Regions from separate parts of the Macaca mulatta genome. Here regions 1 and 3 are each linked to region 2. The links are chromatin contacts, called in public Hi-C maps. All regions are on one chromosome and are shown on one strand. Each heading gives the region's core, a stretch centred on a gene start, on an enhancer-like site or on the middle of the called end of the contact. The rest is flanking DNA. Distances are from core to core; before and after follow the strand shown.

What was found. A called contact is a pair of places that touch in the nucleus more often than the background predicts.
Region 1: a contact with region 2 is called in a Hi-C map of fetal cortex germinal zone, with 3 times the contacts expected there. The contact joins the enhancer-like site here to the promoter of SALL1 in region 2. A contact is called at or near these places in 4 of 14 Hi-C or Micro-C datasets (cortical neurons, fetal cortex germinal zone, fetal cortical plate and 1 more).
Region 3: a Hi-C map of fetal cortex germinal zone shows a contact between it and region 2, with 2.7 times the contacts expected there. The contact joins the enhancer-like site here to the promoter of SALL1 in region 2. A contact is called at or near these places in 3 of 14 Hi-C or Micro-C datasets (cortical neurons, fetal cortex germinal zone and fetal cortical plate).

The regions. Positions count from the first base shown.
Region 1 is chr20:46,967,384-46,970,904 of T2T-MMU8v2.0, reverse strand. No RefSeq gene overlaps it. Among named protein-coding and RNA genes, the nearest start is that of SALL1, 370 kb to the right of the region's middle. Within about 2 kb of position 1,559, at least 1 of the 40 cell types and tissues checked has an H3K27ac peak or open chromatin away from gene starts, as enhancers often do. A contact at or near this core is called in fetal cortex germinal zone, where this site is marked.
Region 2 is chr20:46,597,274-46,600,823 of T2T-MMU8v2.0, reverse strand. SALL1 (spalt like transcription factor 1) reads left to right here and starts at 1,498. Exons shown (of 3, transcript XM_015126115.3): 1 at 1,498-1,764. The coding sequence starts at 1,689. It overlaps LOC106995014 (a long non-coding RNA gene), which reads right to left. Exons shown (of 2, transcript XR_013411595.1): 1 at 3,350-3,550; 2 at 2,328-3,254. LOC144337940 (a long non-coding RNA gene) reads right to left here and starts at 1,348. Exons shown (of 2, transcript XR_013411593.1): 1 at 765-1,348.
Region 3 is chr20:46,891,464-46,894,720 of T2T-MMU8v2.0, reverse strand. No RefSeq gene overlaps it. Among named protein-coding and RNA genes, the nearest start is that of SALL1, 290 kb to the right of the region's middle. Within about 2 kb of position 1,875, at least 5 of the 40 cell types and tissues checked have an H3K27ac peak or open chromatin away from gene starts, as enhancers often do. A contact at or near this core is called in fetal cortex germinal zone, where this site is marked.

The DNA.
Region 1 (3,521 bases), core at 310-2,809, 370 kb before region 2:
AAAGATTTATGGGCCAGTATTTGGGGAGGTGGTACTTCTCTTTCTTTCAGTCTTATAGAGTTGCTTCCAAAGACGAAATAAGAATGAATGACTGTAACAGCTAATATTTTTTGTGCTCAAGCACATTGCATACTTATTCTATCTCAAAACTTTCCTGTGTGGAGTGGTTGCTATCATCCTCACGCCACAGGTGAGGAAATGAAGACACAGAGATTAAGGGATGAGACATTCCGCAGTGTGTCAGCCCTAGCTCCTTTTGATGAAGAGTCCTTGTGTTTAAGCATCTTCCTTGACTGCAGGGAGTCTTGCTGTGACCCCACCACTGGCTTGCTGAGTGCCTTGGGTAAGTCAGTGTCCCTACCCAGTTAAAAAGTGCCCCTCTTGGCCAGGCACGGTGGCTCACGCCTGTAGTCCCAACACTTTGGGAGGCCGAGGTGGGCGGATCATGAGGTCAGGAGTTCAAGACCAGCCTGGCCAACATGGTGAAACCACATCTCTACTAAAAATACAAAAATTAGCTGAGCGTGGTTGTGGGTGCTTGTAATCCCAGCTACTCAGGAGGCTGAGGCAGGAGAATCGCTTGAGCCCAGGAGGCGGAGGTTGCAGTGAGCTGAGATCGTGCCATTGCACTCCAGCCTGAGTGACATAGCAAGACTCCGTCTCAAAAAAAAAAAAAAAAAAAAAAAAAAAAGTGCCTCTCTTGAGCTAGTGGATATCCCTGCTTCCTTCCCAGACTGGCATTTCAGACTTTTTTGTTCACCCCTCAGTTCTCAGCTCACATGGGCCCTCCTTAGGAAACTCTTCAATTCTGCCCTGCCCCATCCACTTCCAAGTAAGGCAAACCCTTATTGTAGACTGTCCTTTTCACTTATCTGTCTATATATTTATGTGAGTATTAAATTCATGGTCCTCTTTTCCACTACACTGCAAGCCTTCCTGTTGCTCATGTCTGTCTTGTTCATCACAGTACTACATCCCTGGCAATTTATCCCCAGACAAGTGCCTGCCATGAAGCCAATGCTCAAAAAATATTTGCCAAACCTTTGCAGAGGCCTCCAATGACTGTGAAATGCACAGACCAGGGAGGGCCAGTTTCCATGCCATGAGGAAGTGCATAACCCTAACTTGTTAGAGCAGCAAACTAAGAACCCCTGGAGCCTTAGAAGAGGATGTTGACAGTTAAAAGCAAGGCAAAACCAAATCACTTTGCAATCTCTTGTTTAGGAAGAGATGAGCAATATTTGTCTAGAGGGGAGCGAGTTCTCCTGCAGATATTCCCCAAGCGTGGTGATGGGAGAGCTGCTCAGCTTGTCTTTTTTTACACAGGCTGAGATGCAGGTGGAACTTGGAAGTGTCTGGTATCAAAATGCTGCTTGGGTAATTGAGCTACCCAAGCCTGTCTGGCGAGGAGGGGGATGCCATTCGGGATGCACACCATCCCCCAGGAACAGATCGTAGCAACCAAGCATGCCCCGAGGAGGGGGGTGCCTTTCTGGTTGTACACAAGAGCCAATAATGAAACACAATGAAGAGGCCTCCCTCCCAGCTGGTTGTGCACGCCCCATTCAGTTGGCTGGGATGGCCGTCTCCCTTTTAAGCGGACTCTCTCTTCCCCCTCGCCGCCTCCTCCTTGCTTGGTCCTTTAGTCACATACCAGACACGTCTCACAGAGCAGACCCGAAACTCCAGGTGGCAGAATCACAGTTTCATATAAATTAGGCGGGGTAATGCTGTTCAGACACATTTTTTTGTCTAAATCATGCAAAAATAGAACTTTCTCAGGGGCATAAATCTGGCCCAAATCTAAACCTGAATGTGCAATTGACTGGTATAGTTTATAGTACAAACATGGAATTATCTGGAAGTCTTCTACTTCCAAAGACCATAGCCCATTTTTTATCCAATCTGAAAGAAATTATTTATTTGCCATCTTTAAAAAATGCAAAAGTTGGTGCATGGCAAAGGGACCAGATGCAAGCCGTGATTCAACAGAAAAATGTGTCCTGCCCCAAACAGACACATACATCGCCCAGTGTGATGTAACATGAATCCCACAACTATGTACCAAGGGCACAGAAGTTTGGGCATTTAGCCTCTTTAAGGTAGATGCCTGCTCTGTTTTTCAAAATGGGAAAGAAAGGCAAAGAGAGGAAAAAAGTTGAAGACATAGAAGAAGAAAAAGAAACAAAAAAATAGCTTCACAACACAGTCAACAAAGAATCCAACACCCTCTAAATAATTGCCCATTAGGTATTATATATTGCATATTATTACATATATATTGTGTAATATAATAAGAGCATTGTTTTGCTGAAATCAAAGGAAGACAGTTTCTTCAAAACTTTATTTTTTTCACTTATCCCTATCCCTTTACTTTCAAAGTCATTGAGTAAATATGATGATCTTAAAGTTTTGATTCTAGGGTAGAGAGAGCTGTCCTAGTTCTCATGAATTTTACACCGCGATTTGGGAGTGTGAGCACCCACATTGAAGGACAGTCATCACTAATCAATACCTTTTCCCCCCACTCCATGGGATGGCCTTGGGAAATTTAAAATGGCAAAAAAAAAAAATGGTAATATCCTCTCTCACAAGTTGTTTAAATTATCCTGGCACTTTGCCATCAAACTAGTTTCATGCAATTCACAGTGACTTCAAAGAGTGCAGAAGAACAACCTGAGGGCTGCATTTCTGAAATAAATATATATATGTCAGCAGCAAGGAGGTGGGGGAAATGTTTCCTTAAGTAGAAAGAAAAGAAATGGCAATAGCCAAGCCCTAATGTTTGCCAGAAGGTTTGATATACCGATAAGTTATTTTTTAATGTAGCGTGTTCCTAATTCTTATTCAATGACAGTTGAAAATTGGGCATTTAGGTGTAAAAATAAAATACAAGGAGAAAATAATTAGAGAGAACTAAAAAAGGACCAGAGTAGGTGAGAGATGTCAGAGGATTTGGAAACAGTCCTTAGAGAGGGTGAAGTTGAAAGATAGTGATCTTTAGTAAAACACAAAAGAGAACTAGTTTGGTAGAATGTTGGAACTGGGTCTAACAGGGGATGAGATAGGGTTAAGAATATGAAGTATCTCCTTAAATTATTCGAACAACATCTTACAAACTCTCCCAGCTCCCTTCTTGCCTCTTTCCAGTCAGTTCTTATCAGGGCCATGTTTCTAATAAGCCAGTTGAATCAACCATACAACCATTCCCATTGCTCTTTGCAGACCCAATAATGCCCTACAGGATGTAGCCCCTGCCTGCCTTTCCAGGCTCATTGCTCTTCACTCCCCACCACCCAACCACTTATAGTACAGAGTCTACACTCCAGCTCTCAGAAGCAACTCTCTATCCTTCTTCCAGTAGATACCTACCCATTTTCTGCATTTGGATTAAAAGCCACTTGTTCATGGACTTCTTCCCTGACCCCATGCTTCATCCAGGCAATCATCTTGTTTCCTTTTTTGTTTTGAGTCCAAATTTTTAAAAGTTGTGTATTTTATATAACAATCCAGATTACCAG
Region 2 (3,550 bases), core at 249-2,748:
CCGAGTCTCAGGTTCGCGGGCGCCTGAGCCCGGCAGAGGGATCGGGCTCCCGGCTCTGGGCCCTGGGGTGCGAGAAGGGAGGTTGCATCTCAGCTTCGGGGAGATGGTGATAGAGCGAAAAGTTTGGGCGAAGCGCTCGGCAAGTGCCCGAAAAGTGGAGGCGAGCTTCCGCGCCTCCAGGCAGCCTCGGACAGAACACCTTCCCACCGCCACCCCCCAACCCAGTTTCCCGGCTCTGGGCCGCCACCTCGTCCCCGAAGGCTGGGGCGCAGCCCCCTCCCCAGGGCGGGGTGCCCAGGGGTCCCGGGGACTGGCCCAGTCCAGTGCCCGGTCCGGCCGGGCCGTGTCTCTCCAGGCCGGGGCGGGCTGCTGCGCTCAGGGTGAGCTGCAGCCCCTCCCCTCCCCCCGGCCGGAGCTGAACTCGCAGCCCAGGCCGGTCCCCGCTCTCCGCCCGCCCGGGGCTCTGCGGCGCCACCGCTGCCGCCGCCTCCCCGCGGAGTGACGCGCCCTGCAGCCAACCGGGGCAGCCGGGGGGGAGGTCCGGGAGGGGTCCTGGGCGGAGCCGGGCCGCCCCCTTATCCCACGGGCTCAGGGCTGCTTCTCCCGAAAACTTCAGCCCTAATTGTCCTGGGAATGTCCGAGGTAGAGAAAGGGAGCGAGGGAGCAAGCAAGAGGCTGGAGAATCAGGGTCCCTGGCGGGGAGGGGATGGGGTGGCGGGAGAACTGCCCCTCCCCCCGGCCACAAACCCATCAGGTTCCCAAACCTTTCCTGGATCCTCTTCTCCGCGCCCCCGCGAGCCCGGGATCCAGGGGATGGAGAACTCGGGGCTGAGGAGCGCCGAGCCAGGCGGGAGGGAGGCCGAGCCGTGGGCGGGAGGCGGACCGGCGTGGGGCTGGCTCTTCCCCACTCGCTTATTTTTTTTTTATGGGGGTGGGGGTGGGCTGCTTTCTGGTAGCTCTTAAAGAAACGAAGAAACACTCACGAAACGGGACGCCCTCCCCCCAAATCCCGCCGCGGGACTCCCTCCCCCCGCGGGCCGGCGCGCCTCGCGCCCGAGTTGGGAAGTTCGCAGCGCGCCGCCAGCCTGAGTCCCCAGCCCCCGCCGCCCGGCCCCACCCCCCACCGGGGCGGCTCAATTCCGGGGAGGGCATGCTAATTTGGGTCGGCCCAGCCCGGGATAGGGGGGCGAAAGAGGGAGGGGAGAGGGAGAGGAGAGAGAGAGCGGGGGGCGCCGGCCGGGGCGCCGGGCCCGCAGTGGAGAGGAGGCCGGCCCCCGGCGGCCTGGCCGCGGAGTCCCGGGCGGTCGCAAAGAGGGTTAACCCAGTGTCGGGCGGCGCGGCGTGCAGAGCCAGCCCCGCGGCCGGCTTATTGGGCCAGCGCGCGGAGAGACAGGGGTCTGCAGCAAATCACGAACTAATTGATTAAGGCGAGCGGGTTTGAATAGCGCTGGCCCGGTGCCAATCGCCTTTCAAAGAGCCCCTCTATGATTAATCGCAATGCATTATTGATAATCATAATTATAGCAGGACACATGCGCGCTGTGCCCGGGGCCGGGGAGCCGGGGAGGGGGCGGGCGGGCCGGCGGGCGGGGGGAGCCGCCGCCGCCGCCGCCGCTCGATTTCCGTAATTTTGAGAAGATTTTTTTTTAGTAATTTTTTATTCTGCCCCAGCTGATGTTTGAGCCAGCATGTCGCGGAGGAAGCAAGCGAAGCCTCAACATTTCCAATCCGACCCCGAAGTGGCCTCGCTCCCCCGGCGAGATGGTGAGTGCTCCGGCCCGCGCCGTGGACACACACACACACACTCACATTCACGCACACTCGGATCCACGCACACGCGGCTGGCCCCCGCGCCCCCTACCTCGCCGCCGCCGCGGCCCCGATTGCTTCTTCCACTCGGCGTAATTTTTTTTTTTTCTTTTTAATTTTCAATTTGCCTTTGCTGGGCTTTCCCCCGCTGCCCCGGCGAAAGCGAGCACATCTCCCGGCAGGATCTTTCCGGAGTTGTTGGGTCCTCCCGGGGGAAGGAGGGCGGGCATGCCGGCCTGGCTTCTCCGTCCCGGCTTTTCCGGGGATCCCAGCCACCGCCGGGACCCGGGAGCCCCATGAGGCGTGGGTGCTGGCGGAGGTCGTCCCCGCCGGACCGCAAGGGGCCCCTGGCGCTCCCCGCGCCGCGCCCCGGGGCCCCCGGCCCGGCCTCCGCCTCCCGGCCCTGCTGCCAGCGGGAAGGAAGTTTACTTCGGGCGCTGGGCTGAACTCCGAGCGTGGGGGAGCTCGCTGCACCCCCACTCCCCGCCCCACGCGCACACTCCCCCTCGGCCCGCGCTAGAACGGGGTGCCTTTGGAGGTTCAGAGCTGCAAGAAGATGGGTACTGGTGTCGGGGCGCCCGCGCCTGACCTGCTGGGGTCGCGGCCGGGGTGGAGAGTGCCGCTGGCCGCCAGTTGTTCCGGAGACGGTGCAAACGGACGGGGGAAGTGTCGGGGTCTGGCTCGCAAAGTTTATCTCCGCATCTCTTCCCCCAACAATTGCACCCTCTGCCCCCCAAAATCTTTACGGTCTGTATGCGCCCTCTGCGGATCGTGGTGCCCCCTACTTCCAGGGGGGTCGGGGAAGAAGTCGTAGGATAGTTTTTCAGGTTTGCGGGTGACCAGCCAGAGTGGAATCCCCCCTGAAACAGGGGCACTCGCTTTCCCCCATGGAGGCGACAACTGTGGGTCCCGAAGGGGCTGAACAAGTCCAGAACAAAGTTTGTGTGTGGGAGCTCTGGCAAAGGGTGGAAGATATCCGGGCAGGGAGTTGGGGTACAGAGGGAGGACACCTGGAATCCCTCCTTGCTCCTAAAGGTGTTTCACTGTACCGGCCTCAAAGCTCCCAGGCCTAGCACCCGAGGCAATGCAGCGGCGCCCGGGCTCGGGTCCCCGGGTCGTCCCGGCGCGATGCTGGCCTCTCGGCTGCGGGAGAACGGACAAGGAGCAACCTCGGCGGGTTCTCAGCGGCTCTGGATGCCGCTCGGGATGCCCACGTCCTAGGCGGCATTTTGGGGTGTGGAGGAGGGAGCTGGGCCCCGACAGAGCTCCGAAGCGTGCCCCTGATCGACACCTCAGCCCACTAAGCTGCGGCCGCCCGGGCCCCCAGGTCCCCGGCTCGTTTCTCAGAGGCCTGCCTCTCGGTAGAGCTGGGGCACAGTGAAGCGAAGGGACCCCCGCTCCCTTTACCCCTGCTGTCGGGAAAGGGGAGTCCTGACTTGGGGTTCCTGTAAAAAAATGGGGGACTTGAAATCAATTAAGAAAATGCTTTACAATAACCCTCCTCCCGGCCCCCAGTATTTCCTCAAGCTTGAATCCTTACCCATGGCCTCTGCGATTTCTCAGTCCGCTGAAAAGAGCCCCTGAACCCCGCTTTCCACCCCAAGCGAAAGCAAGCACGCGGGGTAGATCGAGGTGAGATGACCCAAGGCCGCAGCAGCTGCGTCGAGTATTTTTCCGGGTTTTTCTCAGCTTAGTTTCTTCTGCTTCCCGCACCCACACCCATCTTTCCTAAAGTTTCTGG
Region 3 (3,257 bases), core at 626-3,125, 290 kb before region 2:
CCACCTGCCTGTAGGAAGAAGCCCTGCCCTCAGGCCCTAGTAGGGAGCTCGCTTTCCTGGGTTCTTCTCTGAATTATTTCTTCGCAAGCGTGTGCATGCCCAAGCTGCCTGTGAGCCCAAAGAATCGTCCCTTGTGACTCCCCTCCTTCAACAGGCTCCAATTAGACACCACTTAACAGCACCTCCAGTTTGACTGTCTGTCCAAGATTCCACAATGCATGGGAATTCTCCCAGAGATTATTCCGGTTTTTCTCATCCTGAAAAAAAAGGAGGGGGGAATAATACATGATTGAAAACTAGCCGCCAAATGTTAAAAAAATAAATAAATAAATTTGCAGTTGTGTTGCTTTGAAAACTTATTGCACAGCTGGGGGCATTTAAAGAACTTAATTAACAAGCTTTGGCCGCAACGTGCCACCTCTTTGGGAGGGGAAAAAAATCACAGTTAAGATTTGTCCAATTAAATTATAGAAGAGTTGGTGGATTCAAAAGGAGAGAGAGAGAGGTTGGGAGAATGCACTTCCAATTTAAAAAGAAGATTTCTAGTGTGATGGGAGACCTATAGTCTGATTAATTCAGTGCTAAGCATTTCTGCAGTTTCCACAAACTCATAGGTACTTAAGAATTTTTAACCCAAATGTAATTATAGGTTTTGATCATCAGGCATTGGTAAAATAAAGCCCCCTCTTTCCTATAAAAACTGAGGATAAAATATTTTGTTGTGAGGGAGCTCACTCAAACCCCACTTTTTCTCACTTCCATAGAGGACTACACCTTAGCCCAGAATCAAGACTCTATTAGAACTTTAATGGGCCATAGCAGTTTTGTTGTCCTGGGCCCTATTCTCCGTAAAAAATATATGAAAAATTATATTTTATAAGTGCATTGGCATAAAGGTGACTATAATGCAGGCTAGATTTATTTTTATTATAGTTATTTTATTTTGACTTTTAAAAGAAATTAAGCCAGGTGCAGTGGCTCACACCTGTATTCCCAACACTTTGGGAAGCTGAGGTGGGCGGATCACCTGAGGTCAGGAGTTCGAGACCTGCCTGGCCAACGTGGTGAAATCCCGTCTCTACTAAAAATACAAAAATTAGCCGGGCATGGTGGTGGGCACCTGTAATCCCAGCTACTCAGGAGGCTGAGGCAGGAGAATTGCTTGAAGCCGGGAGACAGAGGTTGCAGTGAGCCGAGATCGCACCATTGCACTCCAGCCTAGGGTACAAGAGCCATACTTTGTCTCAAAAAATAATAATAAAAAAAATAAAAGAAATTAAAACGGTAACATTCTAGTGGGCCCCTTGAAGTATGGTAGTCCCTAAGACATCCTGCCTCCTGTGCCCAGTGGATAAGTTGGCCCTGCCTGGAATGTCCCTTTATGAGCCAAAAGAAGGCCATGAGGCCAGTGAAGGATGGGTTCAAAATAACAGTAACGACGACACAGCAAGGCGTTTCATATCAGCTTGCGTGAAGCCCTGGTCTTCACAGCAGACTAACCTCCAGGTCCCGCAGCCCATGCCCACCCCCACACCAAAAAAAAAAATTGTTATTCTGACATCATTGGCCTGAAAGAATACCCAGTACAGTACACACTCTTTTGGAATGACGAGTTTTCTGCCTTTTCCTAAGGGGGATACTCAACCACAGACAAAAATGCATAAGGGCAGCAGAGAAAATTCATTTGTACAAGCTGGCCCCCCTACTGTGGAATTTTCAATTATATATATCTAATTATGGCTGTCAGTTGATGGATTCAGAAAAGACATTTTGGTCCCCCCCCTCCTTTTTTTTGTCTTTTCGTCATCTCTTCTGTTAGAATGATTATAGCACACTTACACAACTAATTGCCTTACTGCTGATTAGTGATACAATTATGCAGACCCGGCTCCTTGTGTGAACAACCATCTGCAGAGAAAAAAAAAGTGACACTATTCAAAAACTATCCATAATTTAACCAATGTTATTCCAATGCACTGAGCCCAGACAATCGTCTAGCTTTCATATTTCATACCCACCCTGGCAAGAGGAGGTTGGGTTTTGTGTGCCCAATTCACCTCTTTAGACACACTGTGAATCAGAAAGAAAGAGGGGAGAAGAAAGTACTTCAAATGTCAACCCATAGTGGGGAATTGAAGCGTGGTTAACGTCCATTCCTCCTTTGGGTAATTTTTCTTCAAATTTTATACCACTTGGCAATTTTTTGTTTCCTTTCAAACTGCTGAGAAAGTGCAGATGTTTCAACTCCCCAAAGTGGGGCTCGGGTTTGCTGGGTTTTTTTTTTTTTTTGTGGGCTGCTCTCCCCAATCCTTTTCTCTCCTTTCTCCCCCATAATGTTTTCAAAAAGAAAAAAAAAAAAAAGAAAGAGGAAAGAAAGAAAGGGTTTTAATAGAATCGAAGGACGCGGCTGACATATGACATTTCAATAAAGTGTGTCTTTTGTTCTCTAAGGCAACGTATACAAGACACCAAACTCTGAGACCTTAGGGGCCACAGGGAGAGAACAGGTGGACGGGGCAGGATGCTGTTTGCCCCGGGGAGAAAACAAAGAAAGCGATTTGGTCTTTCCCCATGAGCAAGGCAAGAGCAGCCCTGTCTGTGAGGGAAAGAAAGAGCCCATTAGAAGAGCAGGAAGGTTCAAAACTGTAAAGCAAAGTGCCAAATTCTCCCTTAGTTTTAAAATAAGATTGGAGGTTGTCAAGGCACAGAAAGAAGGATCCTGAGGTCTTAGAATGGCAAGGTTCTCTTTGATTTTGATATTAATGTAGAATGACTTTGTAGAGCAGAAAAAGATTCTGGGCCTTACAGAGAAACATTTAAAAAGAAATCCTAAGGGCTGGGTGTGGTGGCTCATGCCTGTAATCCCAGCTCTATGGGAGGCCAAGGGGGTGGATCACGAGGTCAGAAGTTCAAGACCAGCTTGGCCAACAGGCGAAGCCCCATCTCTACTACGAAAAATAGAAACGTTAGTCAGGCATGGTGGTGGGCCCCTGTAATCCCAGCTACTCGGCAGACTGAGGCAGGAGAATCACTTGAACCCGGGAGGCGGAGGTGAGCTGAGATCATGCCACTGCAAGCCAGCCTGGGCGACAGAGCGAGACTCCACCAAAAAAAAAAAAAAAGAAGAAGAAGAAGAAGAAGAAGAAGAAGAAGAAGAAGAATTCCTAGAGAATCAAGATTTCTGATGTCCATGATGCATCTATATCACCAGCAAAAGATGAGGGGAGATGGGGGCTGGGCCTGAAAACTTCATTTGG